Regions from separate parts of the Mus musculus genome. Here region 1 is linked to region 2. Evidence: chromatin contacts called from public promoter capture Hi-C data. All regions are on one chromosome and are shown on one strand. Each heading gives the region's core, a stretch centred on a gene start, on an enhancer-like site or on the middle of the called end of the contact. The rest is flanking DNA. Distances are from core to core; before and after follow the strand shown.

What was found. Promoter capture Hi-C pulls out the DNA fragments that hold promoters and counts their contacts.
Region 1: a contact with region 2 is called in a promoter capture Hi-C map of pre-B cells, with 2.9 times the contacts expected there. The contact joins the promoter of Vrk2 here to the promoter of Ahsa2 in region 2. A contact is called at or near these places in 2 of 39 promoter capture datasets (frontonasal cranial neural crest and pre-B cells) and 1 of 484 Hi-C or Micro-C datasets (pre-B cells).

The regions. Positions count from the first base shown.
Region 1 is chr11:26,592,174-26,597,168 of GRCm38.p6, forward strand. Vrk2 (vaccinia related kinase 2) reads right to left here and starts at 1,747. Exons shown (of 13, transcript NM_027260.3): 1 at 1,417-1,747.
Region 2 is chr11:23,496,367-23,500,952 of GRCm38.p6, forward strand. It overlaps Ahsa2 (AHA1, activator of heat shock protein ATPase 2), which reads right to left and starts at 1,673. Exons shown (of 9, transcript NM_172391.4): 1 at 1,409-1,673; 2 at 325-515. The coding sequence starts at 1,488. It overlaps 1700030C12Rik (RIKEN cDNA 1700030C12 gene), which reads left to right and starts at 1,395. Exons shown (of 3, transcript NR_166706.1): 1 at 1,395-1,545; 2 at 2,096-2,219; 3 at 3,020-3,297.

The DNA.
Region 1 (4,995 bases), core at 497-2,996, 3.1 Mb after region 2:
TTTATTAATATTTAGCAACACTATAGAATGTAATTAATTATCATTGTATAGAAATTAGCAAATGAGTAACGCGATTAATATATAATTAATAAATATTAGAAAAAATGCTTGAAATTAGATGTGAAAGTAACCATGGTCTTCTTAGTATTTCTAGACTAAAACAAAAACAAAAACAAATAAACAAAACCATGGTAAAGCAACTTTGGAATTACTTCATATAGTTTACAATCCACCTGAAAGGGGAGTCAGGGCAGGAACTCAAAGCAGCAATTGCAGGCAGGTACTGAAGCCACCATGGCAGACCCCCCTGCTCAATAGCTTGTCCTGCTCCGAACTGGATCAACCAGCTTGGCTTTCTTAAACAAACCAGGCCCAAGGGTGGCACTGCTGGCCTGGGCCCTCCCCCATCTATCACTCCAACAGATCCGCATCTGCCCCTGAGTAAATCTAATGGAGGTATTTTGCCACTTGAATTAAATTTCTGTGGCCTTCTTCTGGAATGTGGGATTCCTGTTATCTGTAGAGCTGTAATCTCTAAGGCAAAGCTGTTCTCACATTGATGGGAGTGGGTAAGAGGGAGGGTCAGAAAACCAGAGAGCCTGAACTAGTCAGTGTCCTGATAGGACAGGTTAGCTTGTCATGGAAATCCTTGCTCGTGGAAGTCATTCGCAGGTGTTTTGCTTGGTGGTGGTAAGACACTACCAAAGGTCAGATGCGACCTTTGAATTTAAAGCTGTACCCTTCCCCAGCCACTAACAGCCTCACATTAATCTCAACATTCAACATTTGTCCCTCTTCCCAGATGGCCCTGCATGGAGACAAGTTGATAACAACAGCAAAATCTAACCAGGACAAATGCTTTCGTGAAAATTATTCAAAAATACTGACAGGGTACAAAACGTTTCTCTTAAGCTACCCATCTATGCTTAAGTAGTTTTCCCTCCTTCGCTTACTGAACCCAGTGCCTCCGAGGCGGCTGAAACTCCACTCCAGTGGGCTGAACAGAGCCCGGAGGAGAGCGGGAAATCTAAACCAGGAACAACTGGGCCACCGAATTGAAGGAGGTTGTGATTCACCGGGTTCCCTCAACAGGGCGGTATGTTGGACACACGCGCCAAAGTTGCTGGCTAAAGTTGGCAAGTCTTCCTAGAACAACTTCTAAGCGGGGCAGCTAAAAGTTTGGGGACTCGGTGCTTCCGGGGTGACGCTCGCCCGGTTCAAACGCTCCCTCCCGGCCTTGAGCGGCGACCCCGTCCCGGGGATGGCAGTCCGGAGCTGTGCAGAAGCGCCGGCCGGTTTCCGGGATGAGTCGGTACCGGGTGCGGGGGCTGAAGCTGGGCCTGCAGCGGGCCGGGACAACGCCGCGGCCGCCCGCCGGGCACTGAGCGTCGGAGCCGGGGTGGAGGGAAGACTGACCTGCCGCCGGAGTCCCCACAGCGCTGGTCTCCTAAGGCCTCGCAGCCAGGTGGGCCTCTCCGGGCTCCTCCCAGGGGCCGGGCGAGCCTGTGGGCCGCCTCCCGGCAGCCAGCCCTGGGAGCCCCAGAGTCTGGCGGAGGCCGCCCAGTGGCAGAGGCCGCCCAGTGGCAGAGGCTGCAGCGGTGGAGGGGCGGTACCGAGAGAGAGGGTTAGAGTTTCCAAGCACCGGACCCTGCCAAGGCCTGTCTGAAGAGCCTGCAGATTAACCTGGGGGTAGTAAACTGGGCCAGCGCTTACAGAAGAACTGAACCCTTCCTGTACCAGTTCTGAGTACCAACCCCTTTCAAATTGCTCAGATCCTTACCAACAGCTCGCCCAGCCTCTAGGCATACCCAGACAGCCTTGTAACTGGGAGGGCCTGTATCTATCTGGGTGTGTCACTTGCAAGTGACTGCCCTAGGCCTAGTTCTGTCATTTAATACTTGGATAATGTTTAAAACGAAAGTTACTACATTTCTACGTTCCCATCTGTAAAATGGAAAACATAAGTTATTGAGTTTTAAGGTTACTATGACAGCTGAGAGAAATATGTTAAGTATATAGAAATTCTTTAAGGATACACAACTTACATTTTAGAGCAAACAAACAAATCTTTATAAAAAAGACTGTTCAAACAGCACTTTAGTTTCTTACCTAAAAACACTCAATAATTGTCCAGATGCAAATACTGAAAGAAAAACAGCCATTTTCTCTGCGAAGGCTAAAGTTATGTTTTAAGTTTTAGTTACTATACTTTAAGAGACCTATAAAACAGCCTGTCAGTGGTGGCACAAGCCTTTAATCCCAGCACTTGGGAGGCAGAGGCAGGTGGATTTCTGAGTTCGAGGCCAGCCTGAGTTCCAGGACAGCCAGGCTACACAGAGAAACCCTGTCTCGAAAAAAAAAAAAAAAAAAAAAAAAAAAAAAAGGAGAGAGAGACCTATAAAACAAACAAACAAACAAACAAACAAATCTCTAATTTGTAAGTCCCACTTGCTCAAGGTAACTTCTAGGAATGCTGGAGGCTGTTGTTCAAGAAAGATAACAAGCTTGCCCAAACTGCACAAGATCTGCTTAGTCACATGTAGGTGGGAAGTAAATGGGCAGGAAGAATGTTTGCCCTTGATTCCACAAAGGCAGAAAGTGCATACCCTTGTGGGATTTGCCTTCATAAGCCCCTGACAAATGCAATATGGTGCCATACTCTGGAATTCCTGGTGTAGACTTGGCCTGTGTCCATCATTCCTGGCCAGTATTTAATAAAGCTTGATTCAAGAGTGACTCAAATATCATGGTAGTAGCTTTATTCTTGCCTGATGGTATTAATTCTATTTGCTAAATTTGGTGTAATAAGGAAATAGGATTTTACCAAACTCCAAAAATGGTAAACAGCATGAGACTATTTCTTAAAAGAACGGCATGATTTGGGTATAAAAACATTTTTAAAATGAATTTTGTAGACAGGGGTGTAGCTTTATCGGTAGTGTCCCTCTGACCTGTAGGAAGCCCTCAATAAAATCCCCAGCATCACAGTCAGCTATTGAATGGATCCCAGGGTCCCCAATGGAGGAGCTAGAGAAAGCACCCAAGGAGCTAAAGGGAACTGCAACCCTATAGGTGGAACAACATTATGAACTAACCAGTACCCCGGAGCTCTTGTCTCTAGCTGCATATGTATCAAAAGATGGCCTAGTTGGCCATCACTGGAAAGAGAGGCCCATTGGACTTGCAAACTTTATATGCCCCAGTACAGGGGAATGCCAGGGCCAAAAAGGGGGAGTGGGTGGGTAGGGGAGTGGGGGGTGGGTATGGGGGACTTTTGGGATAGCATTGGAAATGTAAATGAGGAAAATACCTAATAAAAAATTTTTAAAAAATCCCCAGCATATAAAACAGCTCCATAGCACAGGCCTATGACCCAAAAACTTTTGAGGTGGAACACAAGGAAAGAGCTGAAGGTTATGGTCATCTTTCCTACATAGGAAGTTACTGTGTACAGAGAGTAAGGTGGATATGACAGGAACAGAGACAAGTGAGTCACTGAAGCTCATTGACCTACCACCCTTGATTTAGAGATGATACTCAGGTTCAGTGAGAGATCCTGTCTCAAATACACACACACACACACACACACACACACACACAGAGAGAGAGAGAGAGAGAGAGAGAGAGAGAGAGAGAACTAGAAAGATATCCAGTGTTGGAAAGGATGCAGAGGAAATGGAGTTTCATTCTACTGCTTATCCAGACAATTTGTCAGGCTCTGACTTAGCATATCCCATCTTGTCCATAGGAAACATATTCTAAGATTCCCAGGGAATATCTGAAACTCTAGATAGAACCAAACCTTACATATTCTGTAATACGTTTCTTTTTTAAGGTAAGGTCATCCTTGAGGCAAAATAACTTTTATTTTATCTGTAAAGAATTTTACTTATAAATTAGACATAGTCAGGTGTTAACCATAACTAATAATAGGTCAGTAATAAAGATAAATTACAAGGGATTTTATCATATGTGAATATGAATACATTAGTACATTTCTCTTGCTGTGATAAAAAAAATGTCCACGCCAACCTAAGGAAGAGAGAGTATATTTTTGGTTTATGGTTCCAGGGGAATAAGAGTCTATGGTGGTAGAACAACAAGATGGCAGCAGCTATGGCAGCAGGAACAGCAAGCTGAGAGCTCACATCTTGAACCACAAACAGAAAAGAAAAAGAGCCAACTGAAGATGGCAGAATGCCTTTTAATCTCCAGTGACATACTATACCAGGCAGGTGGTGCAAACCAAACCTCCCCAGACAGTGCCAGCAGTTGGAGGCCAAGTGTACAAATGCCTGAGACTGTCTGGGACATTTCTCATTCAAACTAATACAAAATATCTTATTGTACCATATTCACCCTGCTTGTGATAATATGGGGTGACACATGTCTATGTGATGAGACAAAATGAGGTGGATAGTATGGGACATGACATAGAAGAATGACATATTAATTTGAACGCAAGTTGTAATCCCTCAGTAGTCAATGTGAAAACCCTTGTGTTACTGAGTGACTGGCACAAGCAGAGTGTACAAAGTGAATATGTAAGACAAAAGAAGGGCTGAAGCTCTAAACATAACAGGACAAGACTCCATCACACAACTCAGTTTTGGAGTGTTCTATTTCATAGTACAGGATCATGGCTGATTGCAAGTAACTAACACTGTATAAGGTGAAATAACGTACCAGTGTGATACTACGTATGTGACCTCACATGCATGTTCCCAAACTTTTCATCAAGAGAAATGGTACTGAAGGGATAGCTCAATAGTTATGGGAACGTATATCTCTTGCGGAGGACCCAAGTTCCCAGTACCCACGCTGGGCAGCTCACACTGTCTGTAACTCCTGCTTCAAGGAATCTGAGTCTCTACAGACTACACTCACATGTTCACATATTCACACACAGCTATACATTTAGAAACACATAATTTAAAATAGAATAAATCCTTTGAAAAAGAGGAATGTAGTCCTATATCAACACAAAGGCATGAG
Region 2 (4,586 bases), core at 423-2,922:
CCTTCTACACGTGCTACGACACCCAAGTATGTGCGCACACACACAGAAATAATTTTTTAAGTTTTGAAATAATTAAACATTTTTAAGGGAAGCAGGCATCTGTGGAGGAAGGGTGGCAGGTGGCAGCTGCATTAAGGCCCTAGTCACAGATGCTGGTAAAAGGGCTTAACTGAGAAAGAACTGCCCCTCAGGCATCTAGAGTAGTGAAGTGCAGCTTTCAGAACATAGCAACACCAAGCACATCCGAACATCAGCTACTGCTACTAAACGTTAAGACTGTACACAGGGTGTCCCCAACCTGCCTCTTGCCAGGACCCCCATTACCTTTCCAGGCCAGCTTGATGTTCCACTCATAGAAGAAAATAAGCTTCCCTTTGCGGCTGTTACATGAAGCCTCACCTTCCACCTGTTTCAACTCACTGATCTCACATCGGCCAGCCTCATTCTCCATAGCAATGCCAACCAGGAGCTCTCGGAGCTTCCCCTTGGACCAAATGGTGGCATCCCGCTCTGTCCTGCCAGAGAATAGAAAGACAGGTGAATGGCCCAGCTGGTCTCCATCTGAGCAGCCAGGATGCCATCCAAACCCAGACCAGGTGAGTCCTGGTATTCAAGCAGCCTCCAACTCGCAAATGTGCTTCTCTGACGAGGTTTCTACTAGGTATCTTCTAAGCCTGTTGCTCAGTTTCTTAAGACACTATTATTCACCATATAATAATGGGTAATCTTAAAAACAATGGCCCCGGGGAAAAGGGTCCAGCAATCTCCACCCCAGGAAATGGATTGGCTAAGCTGCGGCCACCTGTAACGGTGGTAGTCATTTAAATAGCCTTAACCACAATATCAGTTATCTGGCATTTCCATATTTATCTTATGCATTCTCTCTAATGTTCTCATCTAAGGGGACAAAGAGCAGCCTGAGACGTCAGTGTCCTAATCATAGAATCCAGCCTAGAACATAATTCTTTCAGGACAGCTAAGTCATCTTATGGTGCAGTCTGGGCTCTGCTTCCCTCAGCTTTCCCCAATGCCCGCCAAAGAGGCAGACATCTCCCGGTATTCCTGAGACACAAAGGGGGGCAGATAACTAGTGCAAACTGAGACAAAGCAAAGAAAGTGAGATCCAAGTCCCTGCCTTCCTACTGCACACGGACACAGCACCGTCGGCGCACGCACGCGCACTACGCATCTCAAGGCCGAGGATGGCTGGGTGAGGGGCGACCGAGGCACAGCTGTCCGGTAGGGTGAGACAGAAGTCCCTTCTGGAGCTCGCCCAACTTCAGGAGGAGCCTGAAGCCGTAGGACCAGCGCAGTTAGGAACCGTCTCCCGCCACGGGCAGCCGTGCTGCGGCGCCGCGCGGCCCTCCCAGGAGCCCGCCCGCCTGCTCGCGCCCGGGGCCCACCGCACCAGTGCCAGTTGTTCACGTTGGTCCCGTCCTCCCGCTCCTCCACGATCCAGCGCGGGTCCCCCTGGCCCCACTTGGCCATGGCGGCGCTGACGACGACGGCCCTGGTAGCGGGAGCGCGCGGGTTTCCGGCCAGAAGGTCTGTGAGCCGATCGCCCGCAGCTCCCAGAAAGTGCCAGAAGTCCCCGCCCCGGGCCGCCCCGGCCACAGCCTGCCCCGCCCCCCGCTGTCCGCTCCCCGCAGCCAGCTCCACCCCACATCGACTCTGCCCCAAGCCCGGTTACGCCCCCAATATGCCACACCTCTGGGCGCCGCCCTCTGCAGGCTTCTCCCCCACCCCACCCCCGACTTCGCCCCGCCTCTCTGCCCTAAGACCCCGCCCTATGCCTCCTGGCGCTGTCTTCTGCTAGGCTCCTCCCCGACTTCGCCCCGCCCCCCGGTCCTAAGGCTCCGCCCTGGCCCTAGCCCTCCGCTTTGTAACCCCTGGTTCGCCTTGTTCTTGCCGCTGGCTCCTGCTGCCCAGCGAGGCTTCTGGCCAGGGCTTTCTACGAACGACCGAGACTCCGCCCAGGGCTCGTACCAGAGCGGGTTGTCCATTTTCTGAGGCCCTTGGGATGGGAGCTGCGCAGGTCCCTAAGCAGAGGCCCGCGAGGGTTTACTGAAAGAATGCTTTTTTTTTTTCCATGCAGTGATCCTCTAGAGACAAAAGATCGTGCTTGCAAGTGCCTGGGATTGTGGATACAGTTACAATAAGGGTTTATTAATTCTTTCCATCGTTTTTCACCTTCTAGCAAAAACTGAAGCCACCATCTGGAAAGTGTTTCTTAGGAGATTATTTTAACAAATAAAATAGGTAGTTCAATGGGAGATGGGGAAGGACCTGGCTGCTCTGTGCACTTGCCATTCAGTGGTCTGCTTATCAGCAAAACAAGCTGAAAGGGCTATGGTGTTTATTGGAGCTATTGCATTTCGATGTGTTCTTCGAGAAGTTACATCATTCAAACTGCTGAAGCAATGCTGTGACCCCCCCCCCCAAATCAAACGGCATTGTTAGTTCAACTGATCATACCAAAGGCACAGCTGACAGAAGGCAAGACTCTAGCGATGATTGGCGTGTACTTTGTGTGCCTACTTTTCATCCAGTTCTTCTGTTTGCTCCTGATAAAACATTTCATGATAAGATTTAGATATGTTCATTTGAACCTGACAGAAAATAAGACTTCTGAGGGTAGAAGCTGCTACAATCACTAAAATGTATAAATACCAAAATATACAAGAACTACTCCCAGTAGAAATAAATTTACTGGAATGTAACTCGATTGTGAGTCTAGGAGACCAATGGACCCTGAAGCACTCTTCAGATCTGCGATTTAAAAATGACCTCCAATAAGACATTGCAAAAATGGGAAAGAAACAATGGAAAAAGTAAAAGAGTGGGGAAGGTGGCCCCGAAAGAAACTGTCCTAGAAAAAGTACTGGGTCAATAGCTAGTGAACAAAACCATGGTGTTCCCACACCCCCTGGGGGGGGCATTTATAGACCATAACAATAATTGAGACATTTAAGCAATTTCAGATGTCCAAAGTTAATTGAAGCTTTCTTTAATTTTCAAGAAATGATAAAACAATGGAAAAAGAAAATCCTTGCCTGGCAGTGAGTCTGAAGACAGCTGATCAAAGGGGAAGAAGTCCAGCCACAGATGGAAGAGAGATGACCTGGACAGTGGGCTGCAGTGGGAAGGAAGCCATGATTTCAGGACATGAAAAGTGGAGTCACACGAGGCTCACTGGGTGCTGGTGGGAGGCAGAGGGGTGTACCCTTAAACTGTAATTGTTTGGTGTAAACAGACTGAATTTGTGTCCTTCTCCAAAACATGGGCTTGATAATTGTGCTTTTAGTTTTTTTTTTTTTTTGGTTTTTCAAGACAGGGTTTCTCTGTGTAGTCCTGGCTGACCTGGAACTCACTCTGTAGACCAAGCCGGCCTCAAACTCAGAAATCTGCCTGCCTCTGCCTCCTGAGTGCTGGGATTAAAGGCGTGCGCCACCACGCCAGGCGCTTTTAGATTCTTTGTTTCGTCTATTATTGTGAGTTTGTTCACACTCATCCACAGTCCACAGTTGAGGTGTGGAGGACAGAGGACAGCGTCCCAGAGTCAGTTCTCTGCTTCCATCATGTGGACCCCAGGAATAAGACGGCTTCTACGTACATCGTGTATATAATCTTTATCATGTGTGAAAAATCACTACATTCTAGTGAAAAAGCAAGTTTGATATGTGAAGAAGTCAGTCATATGATGCAGACTCAGGCAAGACGCCTGAGGGGACACGTGATGTTTGGAGAGAGTATAGGACTCAATGGACAGGGTGCTTCATTGGTCTTGAGTCTTTGTCAGGGTCCAGCCTCAACACAGGATCGGAGTTCTCTACTGGAAGATTCATAGTGAATAGACACAGACTACTCTATTCACTCTGAGTACAAGCTGGCAGGCAACTTTTCAAGGCTTAAAGGTTTTCTTCTCTCTCATTCCCTGCTCTCTCTCTCTCTCCCACTCGCTCGCAGCTTGAGGCGGCACACACTCTGCATTCAATTGTGTATTCTGCTTTTCTTCTGTGTGCTTTTCTTTTCTTGAACTCTCACACTCACACACACCTCTGTGTGTTCCCCTTTTACTCTCACACACACCCTCCACAAGCATTGCACACACACTTTCCTTTCACTCCCACACACATTTTCCATACACACCTCACATTCTCTCTTCACTCACTCTTCATTCACTCTCCGCATTCACCTCACTTGCTCTCTCACTCGCTCTCTTGCCTTTTTCTTGCCCCATCTTTTATTGATACTCCAAAAGCAGGTTAAAAAAAAAAGACATTGTATAATCATTGCCAAATCAAATTCAAAAGAATAACCATGTCCCACAAAGAATCAAGAACTACAATTGTTCCCCAAAATTTCAAGCTTCCCTATTCCCAGGTCAACAGACAATATAATAATTGCAAACTTATTATTTAAACTTTAACTTATTATACTTCAGAGCTCAGAGCCCAGCTACTTGTATTTTCTTATGAAGCTCTGATGATAAATGACATGGACAAAGCTGCCAGGCAGTGACCAGAAAGAATCAAGTTAACCCTTAACTCAACAGTTCCACTAGCTTTCTGCTTCTGCACATTGCG